Linked DNA regions of Gossypium hirsutum: region 1 is linked to region 2. A link is a contact called in public Hi-C data. All regions are on one chromosome and are shown on one strand. Each heading gives the region's core, a stretch centred on a gene start, on an enhancer-like site or on the middle of the called end of the contact. The rest is flanking DNA. Distances are from core to core; before and after follow the strand shown.

Region 1 (7,243 bases), core at 1,591-4,090, 460 kb after region 2:
TAAACATATAGACTGGAATCATTGATGGACATAGCATCAAATCTTGCTTCAGCGTCACAGAGAACAATAGTGGGAAATGAGTTGGGTTCCGGACCTTCAAGGTTGGAAGTGTGTCTTCGTTTAGTATCCTCATGACCATAAAAGGCATCAGAAGAGTGTTCCTATAGGGGAATCAAATCTAGGTACTAAAAAGGCAAAATTACCACAGTTTGATTGGGGAAGATTGTGATAAACCGCCACTCTAGGAACTTCCTAAATCTAAAGTGATAGTGATGCAATCAATACTAACACATGTGATTGTAGATTAAGAAATTGTTTAAGGATGTTTAAGGATGGGATTAGATGAGTTTAAATGTACAGTGCATTTATTTATACTAAGTTTATTTACACTAAGTGTATAAACAACGGTGAAGATAAAGATTAAATATTGTAACATATTGTAACAAGAAATAAAAATAAATTAAATATAGTGTATCACATTTCATCTTCACCATTTATCCAAACTCACCCTGTTGTTGAAGCCCACAAAAACAAATAAACAGAGGGGAATTGCTAATTCATGCATCCTACTTATTTAATGAATCCATAGAAAAAAGTCTCTTAAAAATCTTCTACCCAAATTAGGCTCTTTGTGTTGCAGACCATTAGACTTTCCAAGCCCAAAATATTTGTAGCTTCATCTTCTTCAATTTGGGCCAAAGTAGTTAACTACCCAATAGATGCTCCTGCATCAATTCCTCTTCCGAACTATTACTAGTGGGGAACCACTAGAAAAAACAATTTGGCATATAGTTTTCAGGTCTAAGAACGTCTTTTGACTCTAGCCCAACCACCTGCACAGAATTCAATCTATCAAACATAGTGATGTCGTCTTAGTAGCCATGGTATCAATATTAGTAATTTCAAAGTGAACATTAGTAGATTGATTATCAACATAGATAACAAAGTCAAAAGAATTTCTACTAGAATTATCTCCATTGTGAATGACTGTCAGTTGAAGCGTTTAACTGAGCATCAATAACTGGGGCATTTCTTTTTCTTTCTCGCCTAGATCCCTCAGACTGGACTCAGCGTGATTGCCCTCATTTTCAAGGAGAAAACGAGCATTCGTGAACGTAAATTCAGTGTTAGAGAGTCCAATAAATCTGGGAATATTTCTCCTCGAATGAATAGAGGCCCCAGCTAAGGCCGCGGTTTGAAGATACACTTCTCTAGGCATGTAGAACATTGACAATTCAGCAAGGATCCTTTCAATCTGAATAAATTGTCTATCTGCCCACCATTGTTGGTTCCTTTCTCTGTATCAGGCAGCGGTAGCAGGAAATTGTGTATGGATCCTTTCTTCTAAATCATCTTTAGAAGGGATGACTTCATAATAGGGTATAGGGTGACTGAAAGGATTTGGTTGTGGGGAAGAGACAAGAGGGGGGTTAAAATGAGGAACAAATGCAAGAGAAAGGGGGGCCTGCATCGCTATCTTGGTTTTGAGTTTGCTCAGAATCAGTTGGGGGCTTCTTCATTAACAAGAACACTGTTAGATGGCGTGCGCTCATCACTATCATCCTCTTCCTCAACATCTATCGAAGGGTCAGTATCCTCATCATTCTCTTTGGGTTCCACTTATTCCTCTTCAACATTGTTGTTCTCATTAGGACGGTTAAGAGCATCATTTCCAGCCAAATCATTATTATTTGCAACATCATTACCATCATCATGAATATTAATAACATTATTAACACCAAAATGGAAATATCCTCTGGCAAAAGGATATGAAGAACTAATGCGAACAGAGACAGAAGGAATTAGCTCCACATAAGTGGAACGCTTAATACCTCTTGATCCCGAGGCTCGAATGGTACCTCTAAAATGAATCTGATGAACATCAAACTCTCTTTCATAGCCCAGGCTGTCTAATTTCCTCCATTTGTTCATTAATCATATCCTCTACTTCCTGACTATCATGGGGGCAGCTATTTCTGGTCTGGCCTATATTGCCGCATCTGATGCAGACCTTGCATATTCTTTCATAGCAGAAGTCAACCCATTACCTGACTTTGTCATCCCTTTGAACGGTATAGCCTGCAATCAAAGGAAGCAAGGGGTTAATGTTAACACGTACTTTAAGAAATTGGATGTTTAGAGGATTTCTACCATCGTCATCGATATGGATTACTCGCCCTACTATTTTTCCCAAGCGAGTTGCAACTATACCTGTTTATGTCCGCCGAAAAGTGAAAGGATTTGATTAAAAATACAAGTCTGAAAATGAGCTTGGACAAAAAATTAAGACTCATTTAGAAAGTAGGTCGAGGCTCAGGTAAGACTTTTTTTGCCCGAGTCCGGCCCGGACCGAATGTTCAAAAAAAACTTTTTTTTTACTATTTTGTTGTTAGTTTCTTGTTATTTTTTCACTATTTTGCTACCATTTCACTATTTATGTTGTTACTATTTTGTTGTTATTATTTGGATATAGTATAATTCTTGTTTTATTATTAATTTTGTTACTATTTTAGAGGTATTTGCTTGTTAAGTTGCACTTATATTAGTGTTATTTAAGGATACATATTTTTTTAATTTATTTTCAATTTTTAATTTATTTTGATATTTTTAGTATTTTTAATGTATTATACGTTTTTTAAAATAATATAAAAAATTTAATACGGGCAGGCCTGGCCCAAATTTTAGCATTTTTATCCGGGTCGAGTTTGGGCAAAATTTTAAGCCCTTTTTTCAAGTCGGGCCTAATAAACAAGCCTAAAATTTTGGTTGGGCCCAGCCTAGCCCATGAGCACCTTTAGTTGCAACAAAGGAATTAAGATATTCAATAGCAAGACCTAATATTTAGATCCACACATTTAGTGAGCTAAAGAGGTCCAACCTTGGGAAATAATTAGGGGCCCATCTAACAGTCATCGACAAGGCTCTATCAACTGCCTAGAGACCTTTCCTTTGATTGAGTTGAGGGTTAGATATAAGGTCAAATCGAAAATTTTAAAAATACCATCTCTAGAAGAAACAGTAACACGACCCTAAAGATTCCAAATCTTAAGTATTTGTAAAAGGCAAAGAGAGAAATTTTTATAGTCATGGATGTGACCAATTAAATAGTGACTCCAATTGGCTACACTAAGTTCAAGCTCTTAGCGATCAAAGGGGGCAATAGGCCCTCTTCTTATAGCAACATTGTTATGGGGATGTAACTCAACTTAAAGGGTGTATTGCACAGAGTTGCTTTCATCGGCAAAAGACTCCAATTCTGAACTTTCAAACCAACTGCAATCTCTTAAAAAGTTGTTGCACATCTTTGATAGAAGGGTGAAAAGGAACAATTTTAGAGGAAATGAGAGTTCAAATTGATTAAAGGAGAAGGGGAGAGATCGATGATTAGTTGGAAGAAAGGATCGACTAGTGTCAAATGTTCCATACAGATAAAATTTCTGGCGTTTTAAGGGACTGAAAGCCATGATGGAGGGAGGAGGGAGATTAAAGGGTAACCAATCAGTAATGGAGAGTTATAGGAAAAGGGGAAATAATGATGAAGATGAAAAAGGAGATGAAAGGGGAGGGGAGAAATCGAAGAGTCATATAAGGAGGCATTTAAGCAGAGAGAAATAAATGCATATGATGTTTAGAAAATTGAGACACGTAAAAGACGAGAGGTGAAGGAGGCAGATCTTTGGTGGAGGGCTTAGGGAAAGAACCCTAAGAGCAGAGCTCTTTTGGAAGGAACTCGACAAAAAGTTAGTTTTTTTCCATCTAAAGCAACTAAGTATTATTATTTAAAGGCCCGCAACGTATTTGTTTCTTCATTTGGCTCACCTTCAAGCAACGTTTGCTTACAAATGCTAAAAGGGTAAAACGAGGAGTTGGGAAAAACAACGCAGTGGTTTTTATAGACAATAATCTGAGAAGGTGTTGCATGTTCTCAAATATTGCCCTGTAGCTAGGAGCATTTGGGACAAGCTCATTCTAGAAGGAATGCTCCCTATGTCACACCCCAAAATTAGGCCTATGAGTTTTGAGGGTAAAATGGGAATTTTAGCTCTTATGTGTTCAGAATTTTGTAGCGTGGTAAATCAGAAATATCTTCATCTATGACTTTTAGGAAATTAAATCAATTTTTCCAAATGAGTTTCAAAATACCTTTAATTTTGAATGAGGACTTTTTTGTAAAAGGGTTCAAAATAGGAGTAGTTATAAAGCAATTATACCAAAGTTTTTAAAATACCCTATTTTCCCCTTCCATCTATATTAAACTCACGATACTTTTTCTCCATATTTTTGTTATTGTCATCCTTTACTTTCCCAAACCTCAATCACTCAATTTTATTTTACAAACTTCATTCCTTTAATATCTATTATTACCCAATCAATAAACCTCCACAGAACTTCAAGAAAAACACACAAAAAAAATTATTGATTTTGTCATCTCTCAAGCTTGTGGGTTTTTCTTATTTTCAACCAAATGTCTTTTTTTCTCCCATCGAAGGTAACAAATTATTTTCCTATTAGTTTTTTATGTTATCTAGTCTTTTAAATAAAGTTTTTACCCATTAAATCGAATGTTTTGAATAAAAGTCAAATATTGGGAGGATTTTGAGAATTTGAATAAAAACAAGGTTTCAAATTCCATTAGTTTTGATGTGATTAGAAGGTTTCTAAACATTTTTTAAAGTTTTGTTAAAAATTGGAATCGATTATAGGCAAAGGGAATGAGTAAATATTAAAATATTTGAGTTTCAAGTTTGCTAGTCAAATTTCAGTTTCATGAAGAATATAACTTAGGCTTGCGTTTTTGGTAGGCATATGTGAGTCTTTGGCTGAATGTTGATTGTGTTTATTGTGTGATTTATTTTGGTGAAGATACGGAAGTGTTGCAGCCTTCAGCGAGCAAGGTGAAAGGTAAGGAAAAGCTAGTTTATGCTTTCGGCAATCAGGCAAAAGCGTGATCAGTGAGTGTTTGGAATCGTTGCTAGTAGACACAATTCATAGTGTTAATTAGGAGTTTTAGAATAGCCTAAACCCCTATCCTAAATTCCGAGTGTAAGCTTTCTATTTCCCTTATTTTATTTTGGCAATTTATGTGATTATGTGAATAATTGTGGATTGATTATTATGATGCGATAGTGTAATATGAGACATGTGTGATGACTATTGGAAATTGTGTTGTATTATGGGCATGATGTGCATGCCAAATGACAGTGATAATGATATGCTAATAATACAAATATGCAACGAAGGTGAGCGAAATTTCAGTAAGTACATAAGTGTTGAATTATGGAATGTGATATTATTGTGACAGATAATATGTGAGAATACTTGTTTGTGATATATGATGTATTGATTTTAATGCACACATATGTGGTTGGATATGTGATGGTTCAATGAGAATTATTGTGGCACTTAAAGTTCAGTTAAATGTGAATTCGATAAGCATGCATTGTGTACAAGTTTGTGATGTAAATTGATGAACATGAATAGATATTATGTGCATTAAATCATTAATTAAAATTGTGTAATTTTGGATATTTTGGTTTTTTGATCTCTTCAAACTATTGGATATAGTTGGCATGCCATAAGATTGTGAGTCTCACTCTTGTGTTTTGTGATTTAGGAATTGAGGCCCTGGGACAGTTTGGAGAGATAAGGGAATGTATGTTGGTGTGTTGAAGAGTGTTAGCTAAATGCTACACTTTTGAGATATTTTCAACTCTACAAGTCATTTGGTATGTTAGAGATCTATGTATCCGATGTGTGGTGGTACAGCCCACTTTTATGTTTCATAGCCTCAAGTGTCAAATTATCATAATGTGATTTATATATGGAAATGTTGTGTGTAAATGCATGTGAATATATAAGCTAGACTTGTGAGTTATTAAAGCATGAATATGTTGTTTTGTCTCGATGAATTATCATTAAATAAATTATATATATAAGAGTTGAGTGTAATTGCATGTGAGAGTATATGTTAGTTTTATGATTTAATGAAGCGTGAATATATTATTGTGACTTGGTTAGAATATGATTGTGAATGTGTTATAGCATGCTCTTGTTTAACCTTTGGTATTGTGTATGCTTTGTGGTTACTTCGACATTCACTGAGCTTGTTTAAGCTCACCCACTCTCTCTAACCATTGCAGATATTTAGCGTTTACGGTATGAGTAATGCGGGGATACCAAAGAAGTGATCCAAGTTAGGCTTTAGTTTTTGTGTAGGTGATATTATTATTCTTTGAACTGTGGGAATAAGGCAATGTGGTAGACTTTTAGCTAACTATTTCCATAATGTTTTGGATGTTTACATGAATTTATTGCTCTTAGGATTTATGAATAGCTTAGTATATTTATTGCCTGCTCGGACATAATTACGATGATTTAAACTGTCATTATAGTTGATTTGGCGATTATTTGATGTGGTATTAGTTACATGTTGAATAGTGTATGTTTAGAATGGATTATATGCCTTACTATGCTATATTTTTGTTGTTTGGAACAGAGGTATTGATATACAGATTTTAAAAATGATACCTCCATGATACTTTGATATGTAGGGAGTTAGTAACGTAAGTTGGTATCGATATCATATCACGAGTATCGATACTTGAGGTAAAATAATTGATACTTTATGAAGATACTAATAATTTCTGAGATTTTAATTTTTAGGCGAGAAACAAAATGTTGTTTTAGTATTGATTTTTCAAGCAGTATCGATACCATTTAAGAGAAATATCGATACCTTTGATTCAATATCCATACCTACGTGAATAATTTAGAATTTCTATCCATACCTACGTGAATAATTTAGAATTTCTATCTAGTAGTCTAAAAGCATGTTTAACTTTTGTTTTAAAGTTCGTTTGATGAATGTTTAGCATGTTTTAATGATGATTGGAATATGTATGACTTATAACTATTACGAAAGCTAAAATGGAATATGTTTACTTAATAATGAGACTATTTTTATTACATGTGATGTGTGACGATGGTGTGACATTCTGATATTTGAGCTCGGTGATCGAGCCGAGTATAGGGTATTACACCCTAGATTCTACATTGGATCCTTCCTTAATTGGATGACAGAAAACCTTCAGAAACATCAGGCTCATTTTTTGGGTGGGGTGGATTGGTCGTGCCTTTTTGGGATCATTTCTTTGCGCATTTGGAGGAATCGCAACTTGTTTACTTTCCAAGGTATTTCTTGTAGTATTGATGAAGTCCTTAAGGTCTCCCATAGTTGGGCAAA
Region 2 (7,535 bases), core at 3,053-5,552:
ATCTACTGTTTGCATTGATTTTCTTGTGTATAGACTCACACTGAGCTTCTTAAGCTCACCCCATTTTTATTTCTATATTTACAGATAAACCAACAAGGTTAGGACATAGACTCGACATTCCGAGTGTCTTGGCTCGGATTAATATTTTTATTAAAAAATATTTAGATTTATTATTTGAAATTTTTGTTATTTAGAGATTGTATGGTTTATTTGAACTATGGCATGAGACTTAGGTTTTGGATTTATTTGGCATGCATGACATGTACGTTGATTTTAGGACTGCTGAAATATGGAACCTGATTTAATTTTGCATGAAATCTGATTTTCATTAAAACTATGTTAAATATCACTTTTATGCTACATGACTATGTAAATGAGGTTTGAAATATATATAAAACTGGAATTCAACTTATGCAAAACAATCATTAAAGTCAACCGATTTTTGAAAAGATACTGTACCTTTTGAAAATGCACTAAGTTTTTCTACTAAAATAAACAAATGATTTAAAAATATTATTTTATAAACTCTGATAGTTTTACTGGGCTATTTTGGTGCCAATGTAATCTTCTGAATTCAGTCTTAACGTCTAGATCAGGTTGGGGAGGTTACAATCATTGCCCTTAATATATATTATCAACCCTAAGCTTAATTATCAAGCCGAGGTTGAGCTCGAGTTCAAATTTGAGTGCAAAAATTTGTAAATGAGCTTAATTGAGCTCAAGCTCAAGCAGCTCGATTATATCTTGAGTCGAGCTTGAGCTCAAGCTTGACAATATTTAGGTTCAACTTGACTCAGTTACACCCCTAATTGTCATAGAAAAGCGCTTGTTGAATCCTAAAGGATACTTTGTAGGTTAATTATCCTTAGGGGCAATGTTATACATACCTCAATGCATTAGTACTCACATTATCATTAAAAACAATGTTATACATGAAATAGGTGAACTCATAATGACTTTGTTTTCTTAGTAGATTTGGTTTGGAAAGATTGAAGTGAAGAGAATATATCTAGAAGAGGGAAATAGAGATTTATGAGGTTTGTTGTCCGATAAAATATTTAACCTAACCTCGTTGCGTATGTGTGACAATATCAAAATCATTTAATATTAAAAAGAACACATATTTTAACTAACAATTGTTGGGTGTAATAGCAGGGCACACTGTATTTTCAAGAGAAGATGTAAGTTCGAACCATGAAGACGACATTATTGAAAAGGGCGACCATCAACCTCAACATAAACCATAAAAAAGAAAGAAAAAAGGTTTTAGGGGTGTTGTTTGTATAAAAGTCTAAGTTGGTGCCCCAAAAGAAGTATTTATAATACATCTCAAATTTGAAGCATTGAAAATATGATTTATTCAAAAAAGCCATTTAACCCTTACCGACATCCCACCTCATTAATTTTATTTAGTGCACATATTAAAATTTCTTTTGTAAATCGCCATTTATTTTTTTAATTCGATGGATTACTCTTTGGGGGTGAGAAAGACGAAAAGGATTGTGAAAATTGGTTGCCAGGAAAAGATGTATAATAAATTAAAAGACAAGAACTGAATTACACGATTTAAATTCGTCTAATAAAAGTTTTATCAACCACCCTTTTTTGCAATTAAAAAGAGATGCATGTTAGGCTAAGCTAGGCCTGATCCTTGGCTGCTGCTTCGTCTTCCTTTGTTCTCTTTGCTTCTTCATCAATGCTATTCTCTCCCATCCAAGATTCCACTTTTCCTTCCACTTCCTCTACCTGCATTTTTAAGTTTTAAGATTACACAGAAATATTAATGGTATAGATACGAAGCTATCGCATCATTCGTTTCAACATAATCAACACATTTAATAATTTGTGTTATATAGATTAATACCAAAAAATAAGATATGTGCAGTTTCCGCCATTTAGTAGATAAAGAACATGAAGGTCCACCTACATATTTGAAATTACAATAAATTTACTTCTTTTTTTCACTTTGATTTTATTTTTTATTTTTGGATTGTTTTGACTTTAAGCATTTAGATTTTAATAAATTTAATTTTGTGGGATGAAAAGTGATTCAAACATCCACGTATATATAAAATTTTAAAAAATACATAAAATTATTAAAATTTTCATAAAATTCATCTAACTTTTTAGAAAGTTACACATGAGTTACAACATCAACGTTGTTAAAATTTTAATAGTTTAGTCAATTTTTTCGTCTAAAAAATAAGTAATTTGATTAAATTTTGAAGGTAGAGAGTTAAAGTGGCCAAAAAAGAATATGATCAAAGTGACAAAATGGGCAACTAGGGGCTAAATTTTTCATTATGTTTATATTTTTTTTATTGAAGTACTTGGAGGTCCCTGTATTATAGAGATTGAATCAAATTAGTCCTTCTATTATTAAGTGGATCAATTTAGTCCCTATACTATCACAAAGAATCAAACAAGTCCAAATTGTAACAAAATTAACATTTACTGTATAAAAAATGTCTTGAATTTTTTTCTTCAATTGCAATTCAATCCCAAACAAAAGATTTAATTTATAGAACTATAAAAACTTTAAAATTACTAACTTTTTTAAACATTAAATATTAATTTTATTCCAATTTGACCTTATTTAGTTCTTTTTAATGGTATGAATTAAATTAATTCATTTAATAATAGAGAGACTAATTTGATTAGGTCTCTATAATTAAGAGATTTCTAGATACATTCACCTTTTTTTCCTTTGTTACTAGGGTTTTCCCTCAAGTCATTGAAACTAATAATATAATACTTTACCAATCCTTAAACTATCCATAAACCTCACAATCCTCGAGTTGAAAACTGAACTAAAATTCAATCGGTCTCCTATAAATATTATTTTTAACGGTAAACTACATAGATAGTCACCTAACTTTTAAAAATTTTCATTTTAGACATTCAAAAGAAAAAAAAATTCAAAATGGCGGGCACTCACATTACAAAATTTATTTATTTTGATCACTTTGGTTAAAATAGTAAATTCGCATTTCAACTAATTTTTTTTCCACCTTGGATATTAATATCCGTTTTATTATTTTGCATTCAAGTGATTTATTTTCATTTTAATCACTAAAAAAAAGACCCTAAACCCTAACATTTTGGGAACATCTTGAATGTTAAAGCTTCTTTTTATCTGTTGCAACAAATCAAGAAGGGAAAACAAATGGTAATTTTTACACCACATTTTCAAGATTGGTGAGCTTAGGATGAAAATCCCAACTAAATATCTGTGTTGAAGGCTTTAGGGGTATTTTACTAGTTTAAATTTGCAACAGAAGACTTTGGTTAAAAAAGGGGTATTTTAATGCAAAATAATCAATGCCATGTTTGCAATTTTAATAAAATAAACAAATTTCATAAGGTGAGTATCCATTTGGTAAATATTTTTTTTTAAGTGCCTAAAATAAAAGGTATCTCTAGTGATAATTTTTTTTTTCTTTTTGGATGTATTATCTAGAATTTATGCCAGTGATAAAATATTAAAAATGCTGAAAAGAAAAAGGGATTAGGTAAATAGCAATGAAAGCAAAATACCTTGTCAATGAGATCCCCAGCTAAGCGTGCACCGTCAGCTGTATTTTGAGCCATATCTTCAAGAAATTGAAGGGCATTTTTAAGTCTGCCTTCCGGCAGATGATTTCCGATATCATCCGCCACTTCCTCCACTTGTCCCGCCACTTTTTCCACAATATCCGTCACCTCTTCTGCTTTATCTATTATTGTTTCAACTTCGTCTGTACATATATACTACTTAACCTCAAAATATGTTGATGAGATATGGAAATGCAATTTGAATAACTTATGATCCATACCTTTCAGTTTTAACAATGGCCCCCATTTGCTCCTCCAAAAGGGTAGGATTATACTCATCACAAGTCCCACAACCCATAGTTTCCTGCTCAAAAACTCACTCTCAAATACATCATTTCTTTCCTTGTTTATTTGTAAAAAGAAAAGAAAAAAAAAAGGTAGATAAGACTAACCAGGAACCAGGTTGTTGACCCTGTCTGTATTTAGCAACCTAAGACCGATGCCCGGCGGTTGCAGATTGTGGTTCCGTAGAATCTGATGATTTTTGGCCTTGTGTATTGAATTTGATATCACCAAGAAATGGCTAAAACGTATAATGGGAGGCTGGAGTTTGCAGGAATATGGCATTTGAAGTTTGCATGGAAAGATGGATGCTGAAGTAGTCGCCATAAATGTCTGGGAATGAAATGAAGTAAAGGTATGTGAAAATGAGAAAAATTCAGAGAGGGTTTTGTTGAATAAATTATAGCGCGTAGGAATGGCAGCTAGAAACGATCCAAAGTATGTTTTAGGTGGGTTAGGAAGAAAGGTAAATATTATAAATTTGATTAAAGTCAATGAACCCTAGTCCTGGTTAAGGCCATATGTTGAATTTCCTTACAAGTTTCCTCCTAACTGCTATTTCTAGTTCGTTTGTTTGATTTTCTTCAAGGAATAACGTCTTTTAATTTATTGGAATTTGTCAAATATCATATCTAAATGCACTACAAGTTATCATCAACCTATCAACTTGTATTGTAGATCCGGTCGGGGATGAATTTTTTATTTTTCTTAAAAACAATATACACAAATAAAATTCAGATACGAGTGTAGAACTAAAATGGTTTTACAATTTTACATGATTTTTTATACAATCAATTTTTTTTAACATTTATTTATATATTTAATTTTTTTCACTTATAAGACACTCGTTGTATCTTCAATCCGCTTGTGAAAAACTCCCGAGATAATTATAAATTAGTCATTTCCCACCAAATTGACACCATTTTTATATTCTAAGCCCAACTAGTTTCAATAGATGGGTTTTCCGATTTAGGCCTACTTTAACAAAATTCTCGTATCAATTCAATCAATAATAAAAAAACCAAAAGAAGCTTCAACCAGTTTGATCCATGTTTTGGATTTTTTTTAAAATTAGGCCCAAATGTTGGACTTCCTTTCCATTTTAAAATTTGGCCCAACTGCTCAAACCCATTAAAGATTAAAATGGTTCAAACCCAATAAAGTTGTTTTTTATTTTGATTTTTTTTAAAAAAAATAATGTTTGTTGTTTGATGTAGTGTAAAGCATTCTTTTGTCCTCCTTTAGCTGATATTCTGATACATCTTGTAAATTATAATTGGATTTTTACTTTTTTCTTTTTGTTGATTTAGAGGAAAAATCTTACATAATTTTTAATTTACAAATACAAAAATGGAGTGTTTTTTTTAAACAAAATGGAGATATGTTAAAGTCAAGAATCTAATTGTTCAAACATAATTGAATTACATTAATTATGTTTTTTTAATTATCATTTGGATTTGAATTATATAAAAAGATTTATTTATTTATTATTTGGGTACTATTAAATAGCTTATTGAATTAAAAAATAATCATCTTATTAATTAGACCATCGAAGCATAATTATATATTTATATATATTAATTTTTTATGTATAAATTTATATTTTAAATATAAAACATTATTCCTTTATAATAAATTTACAAATTCTAAATTTATTAAAATAAAATTACCATTAAGATGAAATAACTTTTTTTTTGAAGACAATTTTAAAAATATGTCTTATTTGAAAAATTGAAGTTGATTGGCATAACATATATGGTTAACATTATTAATTTATTCAATTACTATTGCAATTAATATAATAAATTATCAATTAATTCAATACTATTAATAATCTAATACTATAAATTTATTCAATTAGCAATATACATTTTGTAAGGATTTTGATTATGTATAATTCCAAAAATTGGGTTGGAATGAATTAAGTTAGTGAAAAGAGTGGTCACCTCTTGATTTTGAATTAAGATTTTGGAAATTTTGTAAAGTAATTTAGTTTGGTTTAGTGGTTAAAAGCTCTGGATGTGTGTTTAAGGTTTTGTATTCAAATCCCTTTTTTGGAATTTTTATTGTTTTTGTCTTGACCTCTATTTCCAATCAACTAATGTCAAGAATGAGCCTGTTAGTTTGGTAGTAAGGTATTTATTAATTTGCCTATTTGTCTTGTGTTTGAATCTTTGTGAAAGTAATAAGGAAATATTTTACATTTTCTTTCTTTTTCTTGAAAATAACTTAATTTTATTTTTTTAAAGCTTTTAATTAAATTCTTGTTTTTCTCGCGTTTTTCTCTTCCTTCCCCACAAAACTGTTTCGGTTCTCTGCTTCTCTACGTTTTCTATCCTTTTTATTTCATTTTTTTGCTTTCTGGATTCAAATCTTGATGCGGGTGTGGCGAATTTGTTATTCGTTATCCTTATGGAACACTTTATTTCCGTTGGGTAAGGGTTTAATGTCTTCCATCGTTAGTTAATAACCTCTTTTGCTGTTGGATACCGAATTTGAGTCATAAGGGTTAAACTCTATTTTGGGTAATTGGTTTGATTGTTTGATGTGATTCTAAGAAAGGATCGGACAACAATTGACGCTTCTCTAGCCTCTTAAACATTAGTTTGCTAACGATTTTTGCTGTGTAAGTGTTTGTCATTTTGGAAGTCGGATATGAACGTTTGTGTTAGGAAAGTTGATTTGGTTTCTGTATAATCATTTAATTGCACGCGTTTATGTCATTTTTAGGCTCTGAAATCTTCAATGCTACTTCTACGTCGAAATTGTACCAGGTGTGTAACGAAAACCCGAGAAATCAATGAATGGTAGAAGCCAAAATTGGGGCTATGATAAAAGATGAAAAGGATGAACACAAAAGCGGATCGTAAAGTTTGTCAAAGTCGCGGATTTGACTTAGGGCTTTAGACATTCGGAAAGAAACTTGGATTTTGACACAACCTGAAACGAAATCGAATCCAAGTGAGATAAAACAATTAAAATAAATAACTAAAATAAAATAATAAATCAAAGATTAGAATAATAAGGAAACGAATAAAGAAAAATAAATAGAAAGATAGAATGTGGCATGTAGAAGTCCTAAGAAACCTTGGAAACACGAAGAATCCACAACCCCCTGCAAGTGACTCTAAATTCCCCTCCAAGATAGAAACCTTGGCAAGAAAAAGTTTGAAGATGATCCCCTCAATCTAAAAAGATTATTAAAACTCTTCTAAAAGAAATTCAAGAGAAATTCTTGAAAAGAAAAATATAGAGAGAATTTATTAACTCAAAAGAGAAATAGAATAATAATGAATTAACTCCATTGTGTACACAATGTATTGCCATACATGTGACTTCATGGCAATACTAATATGGTCCTTTGAGGTTTGAAAAATCGGTCCTGCGAAGCGTGGACTCCCCTTCTGTTTCTATTATTGTACTACAGCATGTCCTATATGCTTAACGTTCTGATTTTGAATATGCATGTCATGACACATTGTATGGGGTTCGGGATAATGTGAAAGAAGGAAGTTCTGTCAGTTTAATGATCTGCATTATCTAGTGGTTTATCCACAATTTTGTCTGGCAGCTTGTCTGCAATAATAGTGGCTTGACCACAAATATATGATCTGACAATTTTAATTGCAATTCTAGTGGCAATGTCCACAATTATCTGT

What was found. Hi-C and Micro-C count contacts between places; a contact is called where the count stands out from the background.
Region 1: a Hi-C map of leaf shows a contact between it and region 2, with 2.1 times the contacts expected there. The contact joins the enhancer-like site here to the promoter of LOC107908329 in region 2. A contact is called at or near these places in 5 of 34 Hi-C or Micro-C datasets (anther, hypocotyl and leaf).

The regions. Positions count from the first base shown.
Region 1 is chrD02:15,165,766-15,173,008 of Gossypium_hirsutum_v2.1, forward strand. No RefSeq gene overlaps it. Among protein-coding and RNA genes, the nearest start is that of LOC121214639, 4.5 kb to the right of the region's middle. Within about 2 kb of position 2,841, at least 8 of the 9 cell types and tissues checked have an H3K27ac peak or open chromatin away from gene starts, as enhancers often do. A contact at or near this core is called in hypocotyl and leaf, where this site is marked.
Region 2 is chrD02:14,707,728-14,715,262 of Gossypium_hirsutum_v2.1, forward strand. It overlaps LOC107908329, which reads right to left and starts at 4,303. Exons shown (of 4, transcript XM_016835525.2): 1 at 3,987-4,303; 2 at 3,816-3,898; 3 at 3,538-3,737; 4 at 1,514-1,746. The coding sequence starts at 3,873. The coding sequence ends at 1,639.